Linked DNA regions of Lactuca sativa: region 1 is linked to region 2. The links are chromatin contacts, called in public Hi-C maps. All regions are on one chromosome and are shown on one strand. Each heading gives the region's core, a stretch centred on a gene start, on an enhancer-like site or on the middle of the called end of the contact. The rest is flanking DNA. Distances are from core to core; before and after follow the strand shown. Region 1 holds the start of LOC111892056 (GDSL esterase/lipase At1g28580). Region 2 holds the start of LOC111892063 (signaling peptide TAXIMIN 1).

Evidence for each region. A called contact is a pair of places that touch in the nucleus more often than the background predicts.
Region 1: a contact with region 2 is called in a Hi-C map of leaf, with 4 times the contacts expected there. The contact joins the promoter of LOC111892056 here to the promoter of LOC111892063 in region 2. A contact is called at or near these places in 4 of 4 Hi-C or Micro-C datasets (bud, leaf and seed).

What each region holds. Positions count from the first base shown.
Region 1 is chr7:32,492,709-32,498,609 of Lsat_Salinas_v11, reverse strand. LOC111892056 (GDSL esterase/lipase At1g28580) reads right to left here and starts at 3,310. Exons shown (of 5, transcript XM_023888118.3): 1 at 3,004-3,310; 2 at 1,946-2,170; 3 at 525-673; 4 at 148-424. The coding sequence starts at 3,259.
Region 2 is chr7:32,322,359-32,328,695 of Lsat_Salinas_v11, reverse strand. It overlaps LOC111892063 (signaling peptide TAXIMIN 1), which reads right to left and starts at 2,711. Exons shown (of 2, transcript XM_023888125.2): 1 at 2,392-2,711; 2 at 1,915-2,134. The coding sequence starts at 2,516. The coding sequence ends at 2,011.

The DNA.
Region 1 (5,901 bases), core at 2,061-4,560, 170 kb before region 2:
TTCAGCTAACTTATTAACCTAGTTTCAGCAAACATTATTTTTTATCAGTTGACAGCTAGCATATCAACTAGCAAATAATGTTTCAGTTAACAATTAGTTTTTCTGCTAGTCTACCAAACAGAGTCTTAATTAGTGAGTGTTAAATACCGTATTTTTGTGGTGATTGGAAAAATTGCATGGCAGCGTTGTAGTAATCGGCGTAGATGATATTGACATTGGGATTAATCTCTCGGATTTGATTTAATGCAGTTTGAAGCAACTCGTTGTGATACTCAGCAAACTTGTTTAACTCTATAATGCAACCTGTTGTATTATCGTGTCTAACCCAATCAGAACCATAATAGATCGTTAAGTACGCAGCTGAGCATCCAATCGGTAGGTTTCCAGGAATAACAAGTGTTTCAGCCCCAAGCTCAATCAACTCCTGCATGCATTAATCCCAGATTGATTGATTAATTTTAATTTAGTTAATATACGCATGTTAGATTAATGTACGTAGTATAGGATTTTATATTTATACTTACGTTTATAGCTGAAACAATGGTGTTAATAACAAGAGGAACATATGATTTCAGCTCATCAATTGGTTTTCCAGCGATTACTGCATGATTGTAATCGTTACCTCCGATCTCCCCCATAAGAATTAATGAATTTTTAATTAAGTGTCTGCAATCTGCAAAATAAACATTTACATTCAATGAATGATATAGGAAAACCAAATAAATATTTATGTTCTATTACCAGATAATGTAATTCTAATATTTTAAACTTGATAAGAGTATACACATTATTTTAATTGACTTCAAATTCAACTTACATATTTTGTAAATTGATGGCAGTTATTATTATTATTATTATTATTATTAATTAATTAACTTAATTATGAGTCATTTCAAAAGGTTGACCTCGTAGGGTGTACTCCAACTACAAAGTCAAATATGGTCGAATAACAGAACATTCAAAGATACATACTTCGATGCATATACATTCTTTTTTTGGATTTTTGGTTTAAATTTCATTACATCCTTTTGTTTATTGAGAAGAATCAAATAGTTCTAATATTATGTGGCTCTAAATAAACTTCACCAACTCTCAAGGCCAATTAATTATAATGGGTATTGTCAACATCAAAAAAAGATCCCAAAAATTTTGAAGACTTAGAGTTGTGTTAATTATGTAAATGAATAACAAGTTAATATAATTTAATTTGTAAACAAACTATTAACTATTAAAGTAGATCATTTGAGATTTAAATACTTTAAAATTAAATAGTTCTATATGTTCGAATTCCATAAAGTTTAACTTTAAAATAATTTGATATTTAAAGAAAAATTGTAATAAATAAAAGTAATTTTATGAATTTTATATAAATAAATTCTTAAGATAAAATTAACGGTTGTTGAAAGTACCTATCAACTAACATACATTGAGTGTATCTTTTATAAACATCATAAAAATAAAAGTTTAGCCAAAGTCTATATCCATACTCGGTAAGCTAATGATAAAATATTAAATTAAGTTCATATGTCGATACAAAATTGTTTTTTCGGTTAGTCATAGTTATTGTTGTAGAGGTTGGTGAGTGAGTCGCCACCCGTTGACTACATCCACACGGTTGGTGAACAATTGAAAAAGTCATTTTTTTTTTATCTTTTGGAACTATTTTATCGCATAGAAGTTAGGATTCTTTTTTGAATTTACTGCAATTTAGTATATATTGAGACCATAAAAATAGCTTATATACCAACTTATATGCTAATTAACTTATAAACTAGCTTTTTGAAAAGTTGTATCTGAGATAACTTATCAACTTATAAACTAGCTTTTTGAAAAGTTGTATCTGAGATAACTTATCGATGACTAGTTTTTCGAACACAACCCAGGTATTTTCAATGTTAAGTTGTTTGAAATAATTTATTGGTGAGTTTAGGCTGGACTTGGCTACCTGACGGGGTGCCACAAATAGAAGGCAACGAATCTTTGAACCATTCCAACTGAACACCTAAAGACGCGTTTGTATATGGATTGATAACCCCTTGTGCTTCATGGAATGCTGAATCTAATGCAGTCGCACCGGCTACTGCAAAATTCACCCCTTGACCTTTCTCCAACATACCATTCGTCTTGACACCCTCATATGGTGGTATCAATGGCATACCAAGACTCTCGGCTTCAAGAAAAAGAAAAACATTTATTAGATTGTAATTCATACGTGTTGAATTTAAGTACAAGAAACCAAATAGGTACGACTTCGTACATTTTGTTGAATCACACTTGTTAGTACATGTTACATTAAAGTATAGTTCACACAATCCTTGCTTCAAAACCCAAGTACCTTTTTGATAATAAAGAAGGGTATTCTAATCTTAAAAATATCCATTTAATTCATATATTAATATATTTTTTGTTAGCTGTACCATGAAATTGCTATTTGTTGGGTGATCGAGTTTAAGTGAGAGTTTATAACAACTTGTGTTATATTAATAAAGATTAATAAGTTTTGATCACCTTATTAATTTAAAGTCTAAAGAGGACGTGATGTTTCACTAAGGGTGTTTATAACAACCCATAAAGAAATCATATCTAACAAAATTATTGTTTCGTATTTTTAATTTTTACAGAAAAGTAAGTTTTGCACTTTTCTAATGGAAACATATTTTTTACTTATATAAATCTCTTTTTTTTTCTCATGTTTTAAAAAACAGTCTAGTTTCCTCAAAACCCTACAAAAATACATCTAATAGCATATATTTAGAAACAGTTTCGACCAAGGAAATAAAAGAGATCGAACATATCAAATATAAATACATATATAAACGTTTACATGAATCAGTCAAGATGTCTCTATATATATTAGTATGCAAATTAAGTTTATGAACGGGTCAAATATATAAACAAATCATATATTTTTATTTATTTTGACAAATTTAAGTTGTTTAACTAATTTGGTGTTGATGAAAACCGAATAAGAACTGAAAAAAATAAAAGTGTGTAAATATATACCAATGAAATCAATGATCAAACGGCCATTGGAGCACCTTCCGGTGGCTTTATGGAAGTAGGTTTCACCGTAGGGTGGAAACATGAAATGTGGTGGCCGGCTGTTTGATCTGGTGGTGAGTTGTTTTAGGTTTCCGGTATCAGCCAACGAGTCACCAAAGCTTATGATCGATGTATAACACCCATTAGCATTCATGGTGTAAGTCGCTAACAGCATCAACAAGGATAAAATGGGAAGAAAAGTCGGTGAAATCGCCATTAATGAAGGAGAAATTGAGCTCAAGATAATTTTGTTGCTGGTGATTCATCTATTTGTGTCTGTATTTATAATTGGAATAGAAAAGCACTGTTTGCTTCTGATGTACACCAAGAACCTGACACGAAACATGCACTGAGCTTATGGGTGAAATTACCTTTATACCCTTTTGTAGGTTAGGTGACCCAGTCCAATAAAGTTTCAAGACTTATTCCCAAACTACAAATTTGTGTGACTAGAAAATACATTCTATAATCTTATCAATAGATAAAAACATATGTATGTTTTTTATTTTCTAATGTAATAAACTTAGTATTTTTATTTATTTATTTCGATTTCTAATTTCACATTTCAAATAAGTCATCTTTAGTAAACTAGTGAGTTAATTGCTCGAGTTACCTATTTGGGGCCCATATACCGAAAGCAAAAAGAATCCTCTCCCCTCCTTTTGTTTTTCACTCCTTCACGACATTTCTAATTTTACTCACATTCGTTATATCAAAATCCGATTTGCCTTGATTGTATTAGTCGATAGAAATAAAGGAAAAAGTAGATTTATTATCTTTGATATAGAAATGCAAAAAATATTACCTTTATGCATTATAATATATTCAAAGATTTCTACACTTGCAAGTTGAAAATAATTATTGTTTGCTATTTTTATAAGATCATGATTAGTATATTAGAAAAAGCCAAATATAAGAATAGAAAGAAAAAGTCACTTGCACTTATAAAAATAATGTGCCATAGGAAAAAATAATACGTCAACTTTGTTGGGACGGACACACACACACACACATATATATATATATATATATATATATATATATATATATATATATATATATATATATATATATATATATATATATATATATATATATATATATATATATATATATATATATATATATATATATATATATATATATATATATATATTACATGAATGGTCCCTACGTTTGGGATAATTTATGCGTTTGATCCATAACTTATTTTTTTAAATCGAAAAGTCTCTATTATTTGTTTTTGTTACGTGTTTGGTTCCTACTGTTTGTTTTTGTCACACGTTTGGTTCCTGCCATACAAAAAAAACTTTTATTTAAATAGGGAAAATGATGAGGTATGTAAGGTAAGGTGAGGGGTGGTGTTGGAAGTGTGTTTATTTAAATAAATTAAAAAATCAATGACAAAATAGTTTTTTTTTAGATAAAACACTTACAAACACGTAACAAAAATAAATAGTAGAAACCTTCCGAGTTAAAAAAAATAAGTTAGGGACCAAACGTGCAAATTACCTAAACAATAGGGATCATTCTTGTAATTTACTCTCTCTCTCTCTCTCTCTCTCTCTCTCTCTCTATATATATATATATATATATATATATATATATATATATATATATATATATATATATATATATATATATATATATATATATATTAAGTTCAAATGTGGATGGCATTTGCGCTGACGTTTATGGACAGTGCTATTCTCTTAGAATAATTAACACAATAGTTTGTTTGGTAATATGAATATATTCAACCTCACATAACTATTGTCATTATCATGCATTTTCACTCATTCTTTGTAACATCTATAAATTTCACAAAAAAATTTAAACTTTTAAAACCAATCCACAAGTCATCATCATTTACAAATTAGTTTCAAAACATGTTTAATATCAGAGTTCTCCCAAAATCATAAAAAAAAATATGAGGAGGTGCACGATCACGCATTTTCCTTCCTACAGTCATCTGAGGTACTTGAAACATAACCCAAAACTGTAAGCCTAAACCTTATTGAGTTCCCCCAAAATACCAACACATCGCATAATCATAATAACAACAAACAACATGCATACAGAGCCTTCAGCATGACTTGACCGCCTTATAAGCCGTCAGCCTATCTGGACAATTATTCGGGCCTTCGGTCTGACTAGAGCGCCTCGCAAGGCCTACAGTTTATCTGGTATGCCCCGGGTGTCTTGGCCTTTAGCACGAAGCAAGACTGCATCAACCCAACCAACCATGACATGTCGACATACACATAACTAATAGACATTTAAATAGACATCAAACAAACGGGCAAATTTACCGATCATAACCGCATGCTAACACCCTATCTATTAGGGTACAGATCTAACAGATTGCTCTAGTACATGATTATACGATAAACCAGGATAACAATCCAAAGGCCCGGCCTTGGTGCCTTCGACCCCATAAGTACAGTGAGGGAAACTCACCCTGCACTGTCGAATCTCATAGAAAGAATCTCTTGCCGCTGCCTCACTAAAATCTTCGCGCTACAAATCACCGTAATAATCATCCATCAATAATCGGATATCGGATATGATCCATACTAATTGCCCAAACTGGGGTAAAAGACCTTTTTACCCTTTACTCAGCATGACCCAACCTAGGTCCAAACCAACAATCCAAGGTCCAAACATCCAATAACACTCAAGGCTCATACATAGCCCAATTTTCTAAATTGGGCCCAAGCCCTTACATAGGCCTTACCTTAAGGCCCACTAATTTTCTTTACTCCAAACTCTTTCATTTAGGTGGCTCAACAAATCCCCAAGCCACAAAGCCCAAAGAATAGCCCAAATATGAGGCCCAAACATACAAAGCCCACTAGA
Region 2 (6,337 bases), core at 1,462-3,961:
ACACACATCAAACGATTAAAAACTTGGAAAAAAATAGATACTAAAAAAAGAAACTAGATATTAAAAACGATTAGCCTAACGTTGTTTGAAGGATAACATTTTCAAAGGTTTTGGAAATAAAAAAATGGTAAAATATGAAGTGTTTGTCAGTTAGTTTGTTTAAAAAATTGTATGATTTGAGAGGTTTAAAAAAGAATGGGTAAAGGTTAAAAAAAATCGACAATTCACAACGGTCAATGTTTAGAAAATAGAGCAGATGAGCGCTCCCTTGGGGTACCGCGGTGCGGCTTCCACCACACTCAAACCACAGTGGAGGGGCGATGTTTATGATGATGTCAGGGGTGGTTGGTATGGTAGAGACAACAATCACTCCCACCAGTCTGAACAAACAACTTTTGGTTTTGGAGTTATAGAGGAGTAATTAACTTGATAAATAAAACTCATGTAAGATGCATGTCATGAGTGAGATAATATCCCTAATTATTTTCACAACCATTTACAACGTAACTAACTTTCGGTAGAGAATAAGAGAGAAGAACTGGTGGCTAGAGGCGATTCCATTGTAGAAGAAGAGAGGAGTGATGGTGGTAGGGACGATCATGGAACCGATGACAGAAGAGTTCGAAGAAAGATTGTGAGAAAGAAAAAGTGTTCGAGCAGCGACAGACATAGTTAATTCTGGCGAGATCAACGACTGTAGTGTTGATAGAGAGAGTGATGATTAAAGATCAGAGGTTTGCTTGGCGAATAAGGAACCATCAGAGGGAGGCAACAACAGCATCGAAAGAGTCTGACTCGGAAAAAAGATCCAAAGAAGAAGATGTCAGCCGATGAGAAGACAAAAGCAGACGAGACAATAGAAGAAGTCGAGGAACTCTGGTTTAGCGTCGACAGTTGTATTATTATTTAGGAAAAGAAATAAGAAAAAGATAAACATTAAGCATAATAAAAGCACATCCGACGACCATTAGAGAATGTCATCGGAGGTGGAGGGTGGCAGATGTAGGTTGTGGTCAGCAGTAAAATTTTAACCTGGAGCTCTAGAGTAATAAATTGGTTGATTACTCAAAAGACAATTATATAAAAATACATAAACCCTAATTAGGTTTAACCTAAACATTAATCAATATACGTTTGTTGTCTGTTTAGTTCAAAATATGATCTTTAAATTTATAAGGTGTTGTTATCTCTTTTTGAAGTTGAGAGTTCAAGATTTGTTCGGAACACAAGTGGTGTTAGAAGTAATTTAGTAGAAATATGTTGCAGTTAAAAATAATAATAAAATAAAATAAAAATAAATAAAAAACATAATTTTCATATAGATAAGATTTATCCAAAATTATGTAAACCAACAAATAGAATGATGAATGATGACATGTGACGCAATCTCTTTGATAGACTCATCAAAATTACCCCCTTGAACAAATAGAGCGTCAGATTTTTTTTCTTGATTTTCTTTTTTGGTCCTATAAAGTGGTTTGAACCAGATTTTCTTTTTGGTCTGGTTAGGTTAATCGAACCATATTTAATAATTAAACCACTTTATCTAAACTAAAACAAATTATTTAGATAATCATTTTTATACAAATCGCCACAAAACCAATTATTTAGAGAAAACTAAATTACTGTTTTATGTTTAACCCCTATTTTAGAGACTTTATATCCATATTTCCCATTAGCTAACACATTTATTAAGAAAAACAAATTATACTTTGTAGGAAATAAGAGGCTATGCATTAAATTTAGATATTTCAAAGATCAATAAAATATACCCTTTTTAGTCGTTCTACATATTAATTTCTTGAATAATCAAGATACGTGGATTAGTAGATGTTTACTACATATCATCTATTCATCTTATTACTGATTATTTAATATTTAATATGTAATAATTAATTTCAATACATATACGACTCCAAGAAAAAAATATATATATATAAATTATTGAGAAGAATTATACAAAAGATAAAACGATTCAGATTTCATATTCATGTATCCAAACAAAAGGAACTAACAAGGAATTTGTTCAGTAAACCATTTCATGACAGAGAATGGAGCTTTGATCAACGATATCGCCAACTCTACGATCACCGTTACACAGAAACAACAAGGGCATAAACAGCTCAAGATCAACCTGTAAACATATCGAATCCAAATCACAATTTAGCATTTCATCTTCTTCAATCAACGAACTTTACTTTCTGTTTTTCAGTTTATACTTCTTGTTCTTCGATCTATGATTTCACTTTCACAAATCATTTAAAAAAAATCACAACATAAAACTTTACTCGACTTCTCGTTGATATTTCCGTTTGTTCAATCTAAAAATCGCTTCATAATTTATTCAAAAAATTATTGACAACACTACAAAATTGAGAAAGAGAGAGTTACCCGACGATCCAGATGACGACGCCGATGATAGTGAGGATGAGGGCGACGAAGGCGAACGGTAGGCCTAAGAGAAACCCTAACGGTCTGCATCTACAGTCGTCGTCATCACCGCCGCAACAACACATTTCTTCTGGTGAGATTGATTCTGAATTTGGATGTAATGATTGAACTGAATTTGGAATTTAGAGGAAGAAGAAGAAGAAGATAAGGATTGATTTAAGGAAACGTTGACGCTTGTTGACGGAGAACACAATAGACGGTAGCAAACAAGATAAACTACTCTGACAGCTATACACAACCAACCCCACCCCACACTCCACACCCAACCTGCAATACATTTTTGTTGATTAAAATGAACAACGTTTATATAAATTCATTTCAGATTTTAAATACTGATTTTTTTTTTCTTTTTTGGAAAATTAAGAAATAGTATAAAAATAATGTTAATACTTAATAGTGATTCATTTAAGATCTTATTTCATTTTTACGCAGAAAAGTTTATTACAATTATATATATTTAAGGTATTTTTTACAATGACCCCGTTAGCCACAAATTTCAACACCTTCCCTATCAAATGGGTCGAAAGGTAGGGAAATATGCCAAACATGTTGCCAAATGGGTTGGTGGGTCCACCTACTTAAATCCTCGTATGTATTTCTCAATAAAATCAACTTCACAAGGGTCCTATCAAAATACAATTTCTCAATACTATCAGCTATTTTTTTAGTACTATAGACATTTTTACATGTTCCTGTCAAAATGCAATTTTTCAATACTGCAACACATATAGCTTAGTATACTCTACTTTTCCTTTTGATTAACAATTAATAAACAATCACTTGTTTTTTAGGTTAGACTGTCCAGTATAGGTGAGGATAGCACGTGCGGCATCCGATGCATCACTTTTATCCACGCGTGAACACCATCCCCAATGAGCATGTGTGTTGTAGGTTTGACAGTCGTATCGTGTTCGAGTTGGCGGGTCGCGAGTTAACGGTTTGACATGTTAAAAAACACAAACCCGAACACGACCCATTTAACTATACAGGTCATAGGGTGGCGGGTTTGGAACATAAACTCATATACGACTCGTTAACCCACTTATTTATATGGGTTCACTAGAGCTGACAAAAAATGACCCAACCCACCAACCCAACTCAAAATAACCAGATTGGGTTGAGATTTTCAACTCATTTAAGTTAAATTGGTTAACCCATCTAACTCATTTAATTAAACAGGTTGGGTCAGATAAAAATTATCAACCCGTTTTCAACCCATCAACTCATTTAACTTTAATTTATATTTAATTTAATAATTATTTATATATTATCATATATTAATCTAAGTATTAGTTTATAAATTATAATGTTCATATTATTATTTATGTTTTAAAAAAATGGAATCCTAATTCCTATCTTTTTTCTTAGCATCGACAACACTAATCACTCTCCAAAATAACATCAGCCACTTTCCAAAATAACACTAGCCATTGCGATCGAGTCGGCTCATTTCCTTTGAAAACGAAGTACCTGAAACCAAAACTGTAAACCGTAAGCACAAAGCTTAGTAAGTTCCCTCATCATACCACATACTATACCAAACACATATCGTCAGGCAATTCTGGGGTGCCCGACCTACCCATGTCAAACATTTCTGGGGTGCTTGACCTACCCTGTCAGACCATTATTGGGTGCCCGACCTACCCTGTTTGGCAATTCTGGGGCACCGACCTACCCTCCAGTTTATCTCAAACTGCTATGGGGACTATTTCACCCATACTACTACCACATAATAACATAGCATAAACATAATGTCAGACATATCTAGGGTGCCTAACCTACCATTCGGTCCTTACGACCGTAACACGGGGACTATTCCCCTCCTACTATCTACTATCACATCATATCATGCTAGCATATAATCATAACAGAGAACAACATACCAGATAATTATCACGAAGACGATTATCTCTACTATAACTCTTACTCGTGGGTCGAACTTGGTGCCTTATACCCACTTCTACTGGAAGATAATTCACCTCACACTGCTGAAGTCCTGTAGACAAAACTCTAGCTGCTGGATGACAGGTTCTCGAACTGTCAATCATTAAAATAACACCCAATCAGTAACTGGGTTCCAATATATACCCATAAGTCCATGCTTAGGGTAAAAGGCTACTTTACCCTCAACTTAGCTTGACTCAATCACAAGGCCCAATCCACATGACCAAAAGTCAACTATAAGTCAAAGCCCAACATATGGTCCAATTTTCCAAATTGGACCCAAACCTTTACATGGTCTTATTCTAAGGCCCAACCATTTAGTCAAGTCCAAACATTTGGCATTTCTAATGGCCCAACATCTCATAATCATAAAGGCCCAATTATGGCCCACCTATGGCCCGATTTTCCAAATTAGGCCTAAACCCTCATATGAGCCTTACCCTAAAGCCCATTCATATATTCTTAGTCCATAAAGTTATTGTAACAACGTAATTTTTCAAAACAATTTTTCATTTCTTAAAAACATAAATTGTTCCAAACCAAACCATAAAAATCCAATGTATCATAATCATAGTACAAAACATATCAAATCCCAAGACCAATTATATCCAAATCCGCCTACGTGTGTGTGTACGATTCATGCCGGTGCTTTCCCACGGTCCTTGCTGGTACCTGAAACACATAACACAACAACTGTAAGCATAAATGCTTAGTGAGTTCCCCAATTATACCACTTACACACATACGCCCTTCCAGGCCATGACCTTCCGTTCCATGTGTCTCAGGGGACTTCCGTCCCAACCCGGTAAACCTTCCGGTCCTACCCGTGTCGACCTTTCGGTCCATAACTCCCTGACCTTCCGGTCTACATCATAATGCCTTCCGGCCCATAACATAATGCCTTTCGGCCCATATCAAGCATAACATACATAACGCATACAAAACAGGCAACTTAACATACAATGCATATATCTTATAGCATACCAGACCTTTCAGTCACACATAGGTACCCTTCCAGGTACTGTATAGTGAGAAGACTCACCTCGTATGATGTCTAAGCATCATGTGCTCGATATTTCGGAATCTCGTAACCTTGACCTAGCCTCGCCTAGTCACATCAAATAATCATTCTAAATCATTAACGACTCGCAAGGCTATACTATATTCCTTCTAAAATTCCACAGAAGGGTAAAAGACCATTTTACCCCTCCTTGACCCAATATTCCACATGTTAACTAAAACCCTAAAAGTCAACAGCAAGCAGTACGCGGGGCGTACTTTTGCATTCCAGAAACGGGGTACGCTACCCCTTACGCAGCGCATACTGGGATTACGCCCGGCGTAATGCCCAGTTTCCTTGTTCAGCCCATTCAGGTCTTAATCGGTTAAGACTTGCGTCCAAACTTCAGATCTGACTCCTTTAATATGTCTTAAACCATAAAGTTGGAAACTTTAAGCCTTTGCATGGCTGAAAAGGTCACTTTGTGCTCAAAACACCTTTCATCTTTCCATAATGAGACTATAACTCATGCATGCCACAAGATCCACGTCCAAGACTCGATTTTTACGACTCCTCAACACATATTACACTAGAAAAGGTCAGATCTAAGCTTATAGAGACTCTTTGCACAAAAAGTCTCCAACTTTGAACCAAAACCCTAAAAAATGGTCCAACAAGCAAAACTTATGAAGAATAAGGAAAGCTTGAGCTTTTTACCTCAGGAAGGATCTCCAACCACTGTAGAACTCGGATCTACACTTGTTCTTCAAATTCTAGCTCCAACAATGGCTCCTTCTTCTCCTTCTTCACCTTGAAAAGACAACTTCAAGCTCAAAAACTCACACACTAGCTAAAGCACGAACCTCAGCTCTTCAAGGGCTCTCTCAAAGGTGTATGGTGGCTAGGGCAAAGGACTACATGTTCCTTTTATAGAGCAAGGCC